Linked DNA regions of Mus musculus: region 2 is linked to region 1. The links are chromatin contacts, called in public Hi-C maps. All regions are on one chromosome and are shown on one strand. The core of a region is the stretch at or near the end of the contact, and the rest is flanking DNA. Distances in the headings are between cores, read along the strand shown.

The links. Hi-C and Micro-C count contacts between places; a contact is called where the count stands out from the background.
Region 2: a contact with region 1 is called in a Hi-C map of liver, with 2.2 times the contacts expected there. The contact joins the enhancer-like site here to the promoter of Pif1 in region 1. A contact is called at or near these places in 12 of 39 promoter capture datasets (the 3T3-L1 cell line, 3T3-L1-derived adipocytes, the HPC-7 cell line and 5 more), 1 of 15 datasets of contacts at CTCF or cohesin (large pre-B cells), 32 of 484 Hi-C or Micro-C datasets (the 3T3-L1 cell line, 3T3-L1-derived adipocytes, CD4 T cells and 22 more), 22 of 115 datasets of contacts at active chromatin or transcription factors (the 230-238 cell line, the SCID.adh cell line, bone marrow-derived macrophages and 12 more) and 5 of 9 other capture datasets (adipose tissue, embryonic stem cells, liver and 2 more).

The regions. Positions count from the first base shown.
Region 1 is chr9:65,583,565-65,589,922 of GRCm38.p6, reverse strand. It overlaps Pif1 (PIF1 5'-to-3' DNA helicase), which reads right to left and starts at 2,749. Exons shown (of 12, transcript NM_172453.5): 1 at 1,529-2,749; 2 at 786-918; 3 at 583-708; 4 at 319-472; 5 at 96-210. The coding sequence starts at 2,074.
Region 2 is chr9:65,840,853-65,847,210 of GRCm38.p6, reverse strand. All of the region lies in intron 12 of Trip4 (thyroid hormone receptor interactor 4), which reads left to right. Among named protein-coding and RNA genes, the nearest start is that of Zfp609, 16 kb to the right of the region's middle. Within about 2 kb of position 2,665, at least 45 of the 459 cell types and tissues checked have an H3K27ac peak or open chromatin away from gene starts, as enhancers often do. A contact at or near this core is called in the HPC-7 cell line, Th17 cells, adipose tissue and 6 more, where this site is marked.

The DNA.
Region 1 (6,358 bases), core at 1,500-3,999:
TCAGGGATCAGAGGAGACTCCCCCACAAGCATAGGATCAGAATCGGGATGTAAGTCCCCCACAAGCAGAGGTCAGGGTTAGGGTGTGACCAGTACCTGAAAGCAGAACTGAGGCTGCTGGGAGCCTTTGGTCACTGGTGGCAACTGTAGGAAGTCCCCACAGATGATGAGCTGGATCCCTCCAAATGGCTTCTTCTGTTGCCGGACAGCTCTGGATGGGAGCAGGGAGTGCTTTAGAGACGGATGCTCGGTGGGCAAACCCCTTGGAGGAAATAACCAGACTCAGGTCTCAGTGACTGCCCTTGCCGTCCGTACTGACCTGGCCACAGCTTCCAACTTGTCAAAGAAGTCTGCCTCCACCATGGAGATCTCGTCAATGACCAAACGTTGGCAGTTCAGCCAGCCCTGCCGCACACCTGGCCGATTGGCCAGGGCCATGCACTGGGCCAGGGGAGCCTGGCCTGAGCCGATGCCTATGAGTGACGCAATTCAGTCTGGGCTGAAATCCCAGCCCCCCTCATCTCTCCCTCCTTTGCCACAGGTCTGGCTTGCTCTTACCCCAAGCCCAAGGGCTCACACTTACCTGCAAAGGCATGAAGGGTGGTGCCCCCAATGTGGCAGGCTGCCACCCCAGTGCTGGCAGTGGCCACAGTACCAGTAGGGGGCAGGGAACCCAGGATATGTTTCAGCAGGTAGGACTTTCCTGTCCCTGGGTAGTAGGCAAAGTCAGAGTTGCCTGCCTGCTCCCCCCTAGGGCTGCCCACCACCTTATTCCTGCTCTATTACCTGCGCTCCCAGTGAAGAAAATGCTCTGGCCTTTCAGAACCATCCTCAGCACAGCGGCCTGCTCTTCAGAAAGCTTCGGTTTGGTGGAGGGCATGCGCAGCTTCTTCACAGGCAGGGGCCACCTTGGAGCTTCCTGGGAGGAACAGGGCTGTGTCAGAACCTCCTGCCATGCTGCTTGGTCTGTATGCACTGCAAAACAGCCCTTTGCTGTGCTCTTGACGTCACTTGGAACTTTGAGCAGGCTTGGGTCATCCGAACTTAGTCCCGACAGATACCAGACTTCATTTCTGGCTTTTCATCAGTTCAGTGTCAGGCATCTTAGATTGGTGACCACACCCGATCGAATCTAAAAGCTCCGTCAGATCCACCTGATGGTTTTCTCCTCAGGTGATTGGACGATTGCCTGCCCCTGATCCCTTTCTATTATTTCCCAAAGTTCCTCTCTTCTGGGACTTAATACCCGTTCTTTCCTCTAAGTTTTTGTCTTGTCTCCTCCGCCGCTATTTCTTTGGATGTGGCCAGGATCCTAGTTTCCTGTTCTCAGCTTATCTAATCTTGGGACTTACTGGTGGGTAAGCATGGATGATTTACACCTCACCATCATATTCAAATAAGGTACGATGGGCATTTCAAATCACCAGCTGTCTCCTTAATACTCCTGACTATCTTCCCCCAACCTTGGGCCTCCAGGGTTTCTTCGATCCTCAATAATAGCTCGCCCACACTCCCTTTTTGGTTCTCACCGTACTAGTCTGGGATTCCATTGGCCGCTTTTCCAGCGCAGAATCTGGAGCCTTGGTGGCTGCAGCACGCTGCAGTTCCTCTGGCTGCACTGGACTGATGGTGACAAAGTCTCGGGGCCGCGGGCCGAGCAACTGTGCGCGGGCAGAGGCGGGTCCCGGCCCAGGGGCAACCGCCAGCTTCAGGCGCAGCGTGCGCAGGAAGCGGCGCAAGCGCTCCGGGGGACAGTCGGAGAGGAGCAGTTGCACTGAGCCAGCTCCAGGGACTCCATCGGTGGGGAGCCGCAACGTGCTGCGCCCAGTCGCAGCGAAGCGGGTGAAGAGGCGCACGGCGCGTAGCGGGAAACAGCGTGGCCGCCCCGTGGGTCCCGGTGCCTGCAGTCGCAGCATTAACTCACGTCGTTCGTTTCGACCTAGGCTCAGCTCTGCGGCGCGCAGGGCCTGGCGCTTGCGAGGTTGCCCTCCAGGACTCAGCTCCTCCACGGCTACCCGGCACCGGAGCTCCGCATCGTCACATTCATCGGTCGCCGCCTCTGTGCTAGAAGGCATCTCCAATGCCTCTGCAGGCGTGCAGAGACCGGAGCGCATAAGTCACAGAAAATCGAGATGTAATAGGTGGTATGGCTGCGGTGACGGGAAATCCTGTCCAGACCTCTTAGTGTCAACAGGTTGTCACTGGTAACAGAAGGTGCCACCAAGATATTCCAAGCACTCTGGAGCGAGGAGAAACGTCCTCTGCTGCTGGAAGGTGGGGTCACATGCACTTAGGATTCGCGAGCGATTGTCCTGCAATGTCCACATTAGAAAGGTGTTCCTGCTCAGAAAAGAAGCTTGTTGAGGAGACTCACCCAGGCCAACAGGGGACTCGTTAGGGACTTCTACCCAGGAAGCAGAACAATAATCACACGTTGGGCGATGGGAAAGAGACTGGCTGGAAGTGAAAACAGGCTGAGACTTGCACACCCCCTTCAATAACCAATTAGTAGGTATCAGGGTCAGTGTGGTTCCAGTGCTTTGGAAAGGGTAAATGATTAGGGAATGTCTGGAACCTCCAGGCCCAGGAATCCATTGTCCCTCCGTCTGACCCACGAATCTGTACCTCTCCCAGCGAGGATCACTAAAATAATCGCGTTCTTTGCCTCCCACCTCAAGGATCCGATAGACTCGTTGCTTTCAGATGAAAAAGCTGATCTGAACCGGCCGGCAGAAAGCTTCAGCAGGAAGAACATTCAAATACTAGGAATAGAAAAACCACCCTATCACCGGCCTGGTCTTTAAATTCTCTAGCCAATCAGGGACAGGGGCGGGGGCGTGTCTACGGGCCGGCGTTTCTTCGTCTTTCCAACTCTCTGAGGACAGTTAACCAGAAGCAGGCTTTTTGTGTTTGGTCTTGGGTGCGTTTTAGAGTTCCACGAGTGGGCGTGGTGGGGTAGGGATGGGGCTGCGGCTCCGTGGCGCGTGGCGTATTGTTACCCAAGGCGGCTCTAAAGATTTGAGAACCCTTCAATTTACGCTGTCTGCTTTTCTCATTCTACCACCACCACATGACTGTGCTTGGCTTTGGGGAGACCCTGTTCCCACCCACAGAACGAACCACTGGCTCCTGTTCAGGTCATTCCCTGGGCCAGCCAAGTCCGCTTCCCTGTTCCCTAATTCTTTGCCCTTCTCTGCCCCCTTGTCTTTTACCCTGCTGAGACTACAGATGTCCAGTGGTTATAAAGGAAGCCAGTTAGTCCTTGTTCTCAGGGAATTCTTACTCCTCTGGTTGCTTTGACCACTCCGAGAATTTATCTTTTTCAGTTGGGGCCTTGTTACATTTTATAGGCTTTTTTTTTTTTTTTTTTTTTTTTTTTTGGTTTTTCGAGACAGGGTTTCTCTGTGTAGCCTTGGCTGTCCTGGAACTCACTTTGTAGACCAGGCTGGCCTCGAACTCAGAAATCCGTGTAGGCTGGTTTTAAAAATTCCTGGCCTTAAGGGATCCTCCTTCAGCTCCCTAAATAGCTGTGACTATAAGCACTTGACAAGATCCAGCTTTGAAAACTTACTTTTAATTATTATTTTTCCTTCACTGAAGTTTGAAATTACATAGCTGGAAGGGATCTTCTGGGTGGGTCCAGTCACCTCATTTTACAGATAATAATAGCCACTACAAACTAAATTCATTCATTCTTTCTTTCTTTCTTCTTTCTTTCCCCTCCCCCTCTTCCCTCCAAGATATCATATATCCAAGGCTAGCCTCAAATATCTCTAAGTTGCTACTCTCAGGGACATAACATTGAGTTTCTGATCTTTCTGCCTCCACCTAAATGTTACAATTCCATGCATCTACCACTGTGGCCAGTCAGCGCTGAGGATCAGAGTGTACAGCCCTCAAATTTGATATTCAAAATAAGAATTATAAGAATTGTTAAGAATTATTTTACTTTATGTGTATGAATGTTTTGCCTGCATGTGCTCCACTTGTGTGCCTGTTGAACCTCCTGAAACTGATGCTTGTGAACCACCACGTGGGGTCTGGGACTTGGAGATCTCTGCAAGACCCATGTGTGCTCTTTACTGCTGAGCCATCTCTCTAATCCTGAAAATGTTTTCGTTGGAACTGGAGGAATGGCTCACAGGTTAAGACCATTTGTTTTCAGCTAGTACAGTGACTCACAACCTTGTGTTCCAGGAGATCTAACACCTTCTGGTACACACATTCAAACATGTAGGAAAAACTCTATGAACATATAGATGTGTGTGCATATGCATATATGTTTAAATAAATATTAAAAATTTAAAAGCTATTCACAACATCACATAAAAACTCTGTATTTACTGAGATAAAAATTTATAATTCTTTCTTTTTTTCTTTCCTTCTTTTTTGGCTTTTTCGAGACAGGGTTTCTCTGTGTAGCCCTGGCTGTCCTGGAACTCACTCTGTAGAACAGGCTGGTCTTGAACTCAGAAATCTGCCTGCCTCTGCCTCCAAAAATTTATAATTCTTTTTTTAAATATAAAGATTTAAATATTATTATATGTAAGTACACTGTGGCTGTCCTCAGATGCACCAGAAGAGGGCATCAGATCTCATTACGGGTGGTTGTAAGCCACCATGTGGTTGCTGGGAATTGAACTCAGGACCTTTGGAAGAGCAGTCAGTGATCTTAACCACTGAGCCATCTCTCCAGCCCAAATTTATAATTCTTATTCTCAGACCCTTGTGCCCTAACATTTTATTATGAAAATATTCAAGAAAATATAATGCAGAAAGGTTAAAAGAACTTTACCGTAGAGCCCAAGTGATCGTTCAGCAGTTAAAGGCACCTGCCACCAAGCCTGACAACCTAAATTTGATCCTACAGACCCATTTGGTGGATGGATGGATAGAACCTACTCTTCTAAGTTGTCCTCTGACCTCCACATTTGTACCTTGTCTCTGTCTGTCTCTTTCTCTAACACACACACACACACACACACACACACACACACACACACACACTCACGTTTTGTTTTTTCAAGACAGGATTTCTCTGTGTAGCCCTGGCTGTCCTGAAACTCACTCTGTAGGCTAACTTTACCTGGAACTCAGAGAGTTGCCTGCCTCTGCCTGTAGCTTCTTTTGGGTTTTGAGACAGGGTCTTGCTAGAGAGTTCAGGCTGGCCTAGGACATGCTATGATACAGCCCTGGGTAGTCTTATACGAGCAATTCTCCTGCCTATGCCTCTTAAGAGCTAGGAATACATGATGCCAACATCCCTGGTTGTGGTGTGTGTGTGTGTGAAATTTGGGAATTGTTTTGTTGTAATGATTAGATTGATTCATTTTATTTTGTGTGCCAGTGATTTGTCTGCATGTATGAATGTGTGCCATGCGTTTGTCAAGGCCAGAAGAAGGCACTGGATCACCTGGAACTAGTTACAGATGGTTGTGAACCACCTTGTGAGTGCTTAGACTGGAATCCAGGTCCTCTGTAAGAGTCATCTCTCGGTGAGGTGGCTCAGTGGGTAAGAGCACCCGACTGCTCTTCCGAAGGTCTGAAGTTCAAATCCCAGCAACCACATGGTGGCTCACAACCATCTGTAACAAGATCTGACGCTCTCTTCTGGAGTGTGTGAAGACAGCTACAGTGTACTTACATATAATAAATAAATCTTAAAAAAAAAAAAAGTCATCTCTCAGCCAGGCAGTGATGGAACACACCTTTAATCCCAGCACTCTGGAAGGCAGAGGCAGGTGGATCTTAGAGGTGAGCTGGTCTCCTTCCAGGTAGCCAGGGCTACACAGAGAAACTGTCCTAAAAAACAAACAAACAAACACAAGCCATCTCTCTAGTTGTTTGTTTTTTGCTTGTTTGTTTTAATTTTGTTTGTTTGTTTTTTTTGTTTTTTTGGTTTTTCAAGACAGGGTTTCTCTGTGTAGCTCTGGCTGTTCTGGAACTCACCCTGTAGACCAGGCTGGCCTCGAACTCAGAAATCCACCTGCCTCTGCCTCCCGAGTTGTGGGATTAAAGGCGTGCTTGTTTTTGTTTCTTTTTTTTTTTTTTTAAAGATTTATTTATTTATTATATGTAAGTGCACTGTAGCTGTCTTCAGACACACCAGAAGAGGGAGTCAGATCTCGTTACGGATGGTTGTGAGCCACCATGTGGTTGCTGGGATTTGAACTACAGACCTTCGGAAAAGCAGTCGGGTGCTCTTACCCACTAAGCCATCTCACCAGCCCTTGTTTTTGTTTCTTGAGACAGGGTTTCTCTATGTAGCCCTGGCTGTCCTGGAACTCACTCTGTAGATCAGGATGGCCTCAAACTCAGAAACTGCCTGCCTCTGCCTCCCAAGTGCTGAGATTAAAGGC
Region 2 (6,358 bases), core at 1,416-3,915, 260 kb before region 1:
ATTTCCCTTCTTCAAGCCCTGAAAGGTAGTCTCTCTTCCCACACCTCTCATAGACTCTCAGGTCTCACGATGTTACCCAGGCTGGAACTTTCCAATCCTGCAATCCTCTTGCCTCAGCCTGAAGAATGCTAGCATTATAGGCATGTACCACCATGCCCAGCAACTTTGGCTTCTTTAACGGTCTCTTGGGCAGAGGTATATTCAGTGGTACAGGGCTCATACAGCATGTTTACTGGGCTTAAGCCAACAACCACAGAAAACACAAAACACACCTGTGTCTTCACTTCTGATCCTTAACACACATATCTAGTGGACTCTCAAATACCTGAGAGCAGAATCTATGGCTAATTTTATCATTTCCTTTAGTATCTACAATGGTGTCTGGCTTATACTAGGCACCCAAATATTTATTGATGAGTGGATAATTATATAAGTAAATATTTTTCCTTCCTTCCTTCCTTCCTTCCTTCCTTCCTTCCTTCCTTCCTTCCCTCCCTCCCTCCCTCCCTCCCTCCGTCTCTCTTTTTTTTGAGGCAAGATCTCACTATGTAGTCTTGGCTGGCCTGGAATACATACAGATCTATCTGCCATTGCCTCCTCAGTGCTGGCATAAAAGGCCTTCATTGCCACTGCTGGTATGTAAGGAAATCTAGGAAATTTATGTTCATTGTCAAGTAAAGAGCTATTGAGCTGGCAAGATGGCTCAGTGTTGACAAAGGAGTTTGCTACTAAGCCTGACATCTGTGCTGCTTAGATAGTAGTAGAGATTTTTTTGTTTGGTTGGTTTTCATTTTGTTCGTTTCAGCCCAAGGTTTCTCTGTACAGCTCTGGCTGTCCTAGGAAAAACTAGCTCTGTGTACCGGGATCCACTTGCTCCTACCTCCCTTCTGAGTGCTCGGGTTAAAAGCATGCCAGCCTAGTGCTTTGATGCTCTTAAATCAGAGCCTGATTCATAGATTATCTAGTTGTGTCCCTTCTCCCCAGCAAATATATATTCTTGTTAGTGAATTGTTTTCTTTGCTTTCATTTATTTATTTACTTTACATCCCAATATCAGCCCCCCTTCCCCTCCCAGTTCCCCTATATACAGCTCTTCCCCCATTTCCCCCCTCCCCTTCTCCTTCGAGAAGAGGAAGAGAGACCCCTGGGTATTATCTCACCCTGGCCCATCAAGTCACTGCAGGACAAGGTGCATCCTCTCCCACTGAGGCAAGACATAGCAGCCCAGTTAGGGGAATGGGATCCGCAGGCATGCCGTAGATTCAGGAACAGCTCCTGCTCCAGTTGTTGGGGAACCCACATGAAGACCAAGCTGTGCATCTGCGTGTGTGTGGGGGGGTATGGGGTGTGGGGGGGTTGGCTGGGGGTGAATTGTTTCTTAAGTGTTTGCTTTTGCTATTAGTCATCAGGAAACAGGAAAAAGATTTTTATAAGTTATAGGCTAGAGCTATAGTTCATTGATAGTGCTTGGCCAGCATGTGCAAGGCCCTGTTTCAGGCACTACCACCACACACACAGACATGGCCACACACACACAGTGCAGTGTGTATATATGCAATTCACCTGGGGATCTGTTGGGAAGAGTGACATAATTAAGAAGTTATTGATCATTTTAACAAAAGGATGAAGTGGGGCCTTGCCGAGTTGGGCAGAAATTTTTATTTGGCTCTAAATCAGTAGTAGTTGCCAAAAGGTACTAACCTTTTTCCTCTCTGTTTGGAAAATGACAAAACAATGTTTTCTAAATGACTGGTGAGCAGTTTCCCCTCAGAGGAGAAGAAATAGCTGTTTGGCAGTTAATTACTTGTTATGTTAGACAGCTATGAAAGTTATGAGGCATGAAAGAGAGGTAGGCCCACCTCTGCTGCTCCTCGGGCTGGAACTCGTGATAAAAGTCTCTACAGACCAAAATAAAAGCACCTGCCAGAGTCTGTGCCCAAATTTGGATTGTTCCTTGATTATAAAGCTCATATTTCCCGACCTATTTATTATGCTCTATCAGTGACCCTTAGCTTAGCATCTAAACTGGATGTGACATTAGAGTTTATTTGTGTTCATTACCCTTGCGAATTGATTCTTGCTGAGCCGCTGCAGTTGCTGCTTTGTAAATCTCAGACCAAAGATACAAAGCCTTCTTTCCCTCCACCCCTCCACAGTGCTGGGCATTGAACCAAGGGCATTGTGCATGCTGATCGATCACCTCTGAGCTACAGCCCCAGCCTTGCTTATACTTTACTTTAATACAGTCTCAGTAAGTTGCCCAGGCTCTCTTTAAACTCTCTCTGTAACTTGTGCTTGCCTGCCTCAATCTTGCCAGCAGCTGGGACTAGAGGCCCACATTACCGGGCCAACTAAGCACTGCTTAGTGTGTAATGTGGCCCTTCGTGTCCAGACCTCAAGGGCAAGGGTTATTATATTCTTGAGAGATACAAGACTTATCCAAATGGACTTCTCTTTAGACTTCTGCTTTGTTCCTCATTTCTGTTTCTTGTGAACACTCTCAAGTTCAGTGGAAGTTGTGGTAAAAGGCTCATGATCCCAGCTGCTGGGACGGTGCCAACAGCATTCAACAACTATTCATTGATTGCCTAATGTATGTTGTGTCTGATCCTAGCAGAGAGAGGGGCAGAGAACATCCGGTGCCTTCCTCTATCAGTCTCCTTACTTTCTGAGACCATTTTCCACTGAACTTGAAGCTTCCTGTACTTGAGCCCTGTTTTTTTCACAGCAGATGCTCTTAGGCACTGAGCCATCTCCTAGCCCTCCCTCCAAGGGTGGGTGTGGGAATGTCTGCCCTTTTGAAGCTTTCATCTTAGTGAAGAGAAGCAAAAAATATAAATATATGTTATCAGATCATGGTAAGTACTATGGAAAAAGATAAGGTAGGAAAGAAGTTCAAAGTGCTAAATTTATAGGGTAATTGGTGCTGTGATTTCCTTATGTTTTCATTATTTATTTTTGTTGGTGCTGATTATTGAACCAGAGCCTTGTGCATTCTTGGCAAGCAGCAAGCACTCTACCGCTGATTTTTAAATAGTGGGGTCGGGAGAGATTTATGTCAGAATTGACATTTGAACAAAGTCCTGAAGGAAGAACAAGATGAAGCCATGTAATAGGGCTTTGAAACATTCTAGGAAGCCAGGTACAGAGGCAAACTCAACTTCTGACGAATTGAGTCACAGCCTCTCCTTTTGGGACTTTGAAAGTGAATGTGGGGTTTAGAGAAATTTAGCAGTATAAAAGGTTTCTAGACATGCAAGTACCAAAAATGAATTCAAATTCACATGAATATAGCTGTTTCTGGCAAACCTCATCCAAGGCTGTGTCAAATAACTTCACCAGAGCCTTGGTACACAGTTTGCATTATGCTTGTCACAGTACACAAGGTTGACCAGTGCTGCCTGGGTCTTCTTGACTCAGACACCAGACTGCTCTCTTCTGAATTGCTGTGCTCTTACTAGCCATACGAAATGGTTTGGCTTTTTTTTTTTTTTTTTTTTTTTTCTGTTTTGGAAACACTTTAATTATGAAAAATAAAAACCTTGTTTTTTTACTATCATTTCTCAGCAAATGAGTATCAAATTTATGTTTCTTTGGATGGTGTATAAATATTCATCCTATTGCTTGTTTGAGTTATCTTGAGTTTCACAGAAAATAGAGCAATATTTTTTATTTAATTTTATTTATATTTGATTTTTTAACTATTTATTTATTTATATGAGTACACTGTAGCTGTCTTCAGACACAACAGAAGAGGGCATCCGATCCCATTATAGATGGTTTTGAGCAACCATGTGGTTGCTGGGAATTGAACTCAGGACCTCTGGAAGCAGTCAGTGCTTTTAACCTCTGAGCCATCTCTCCAGCCCCCAAGAAATATTTTTTAAATGTATGTTTATGTGTAAGTATGTCTTGTGTGTGCAGGTACCTAGAGGCCAGAAGGGGGCATCAGACCCCCTGGAGCTAGAGTTACAGGCAGTTGAGTTGCCTGATATTGGTACTGGAAACAGATTCTAATCCTCTGAAAGAGCAGGAGGTACCCTTCACCCCTAACCAAGCTCTCTAGCACCTAACCTTAATTTTTAAACTTTTATTTTTATTGTGATAAACCTTATATAAGATACTTTTCCATTTTAAGCACATTTATGTGTTATGGATCAGTGACATTAAATATATTGGAGTATAGTTACCATCACTACCTAGTATCCTAACTGCCAACCTGCACCGATTAAATCATTACTTGTTTCCCCTCCCCTTTTAGTCCCTGGTATAACTACTATTTCACTTTTTTTGTTGGGGGAGGGAGGCTTGCTTTTTGAGACAGGGTCTCACTATGTAGCCCTGGCTGTCCTAGAACTCATTCAGTAGACCATGCTGGCCTCCAACTCACAGAGACCCACCTGCCTACCTAGTGCTGGGATTAAACTATGCCCAGCTACTTATTTTCATTTTTAAAAATGTTTCATTTCTGTTTTAAATTTTGAGTGTATGTATATGTACTACCTATGTACAGGAGCCATGAAAGTCAAAAGAGGACATTGGATCCCCTGGAACTGGAGTTATAGGCAGTTGTGTGCTGCCTTGGTGCTAGGAGCCAAACTAGGTCCTATCTCTCCAGCCCCTCTCCTTCCTCCCTCCTTCCCCCCTCCTTCCCTTTCCCCCTTCCTTCCTTCCTTCCTTCCTTCCTTCCTTCCTTCCTTCCTTCCTTCCTTCCTTTCTTCCTTCTTTCCACCATGTGTGCTTGCATATGCTCAAGCATGTAAGTCATGGTGTATGTGTGGAGGTTATAAGGCAACTTTATAGAGGTAAGAGGGCATCTAGTATCTTCGCTACATTTTTTTATTTATGGACAGCCTTTTGCTTGCTAAGTGCCTTTACCCTCTTAGCTAGCTAACTGGTTCCTATTTTACTTCCTATCTGTGTGGCTTTGCCTGTTCTAAGTACCTTTTTAAGTAGAATCATGAAGAATTTATCTTTTTGTGTCTTATTTCATTTATCATATTTCCATAGTTTTCGCATCTTATAGAATGTCTTAGCATTTCCTGTCTTTCTCAGACTGGAAAATACTTTGATGGAGATAGATTCTTCATATTTTTTTATTCATCAGTTATAGCACTGTTGGTGTCGCTTAGAACATTAGTGTGCAAATACCCATTTGAGATTCTTTTAATTTCTTTTCTGTTGCTGGGGATAATGATAATTCTCTGCTGAACCTTCTAAGGAGCCTTCAAACTATTTTCCACTGTGGCTGTGGCACTTTACATCACATCAGCAGTGCAGAGGGGCCTGGCGCCTCATACCTTCGCCACCTTTTCATTAGGCCATCTTAGTATGAAATGGTGTGGCGATTTGTGTGTGCATATATATATATATATATATATATATATATATATATATATATGTATGTATATATATATATATATATATACACATACATATATATATATATATATATTCCTTGTGCGTGGAAATGTCGTGGGGCATATGTCACAGTGCATGCTTGGAAGTGAGAGACCAACTTTCTTTATCTGGAGTTGTTCTCTCCTACTGTGTATATTGAAATCAGGGCATCAGGCTTACCAGCAAGTGCCTTGCCTTGCTGAGCCATCTTCCTTGTGTTTTGATTTGCATTTCCAGGACCTTGGAAAATCTTTACAGATAGATTTCTATTACTCACATTGAAGGAGAGCAACAAGCTTGTAAATACAACTAAGGCTGGAAGATGAAAAACAGCCAAGAAAGTAGGAAAACTAGGAAGAAAATGATATCCTAGAAGTTAAGTGGGGACCATGTTTAAGACAGAGCTATAGACATTTCTGTCAGGCTAGGGATGTAGCTCAATGCTAGAGCATTTGCTTACCATATGGGAGACTTTGGATTTGATCCCTAACACCATAAAAATATATATGCTAAATAAATGGGCTAGCCAGGTGTGATAGCACATCCCTAATTTAATCCCAGCATTTACTGGAGAGGCAGGGACAGCCTGTCAAATTCTCTAGGATAGCATAATTAAGATAAAAACCAAGAGCTGATCATTTAATTTAGCAGCATGGAAGTCAGCAGTGACCTTTACAGGAATAATTCTATAGCAAATTAAAAATAGCTGGGTATGGAGGTACATATCTTTAATCTCAGCACTCCAGAAACAGATGGACTTCTGTGATTTGGAAGCCAACCTGTTCTACATAGTGAGTGCCAGAACAGTCAGGGCTATGTAGAGAGACTCTGTCTCAAACAAACAAACAAACAAACAAACAGGGTAGAGGTGTGCAACACAATCATGATCACCTGAGTTCCATCACCACGTAAAAAGTCAAATGTGGTGGCTCACATCTTCAGGCACAGCACCAGCATT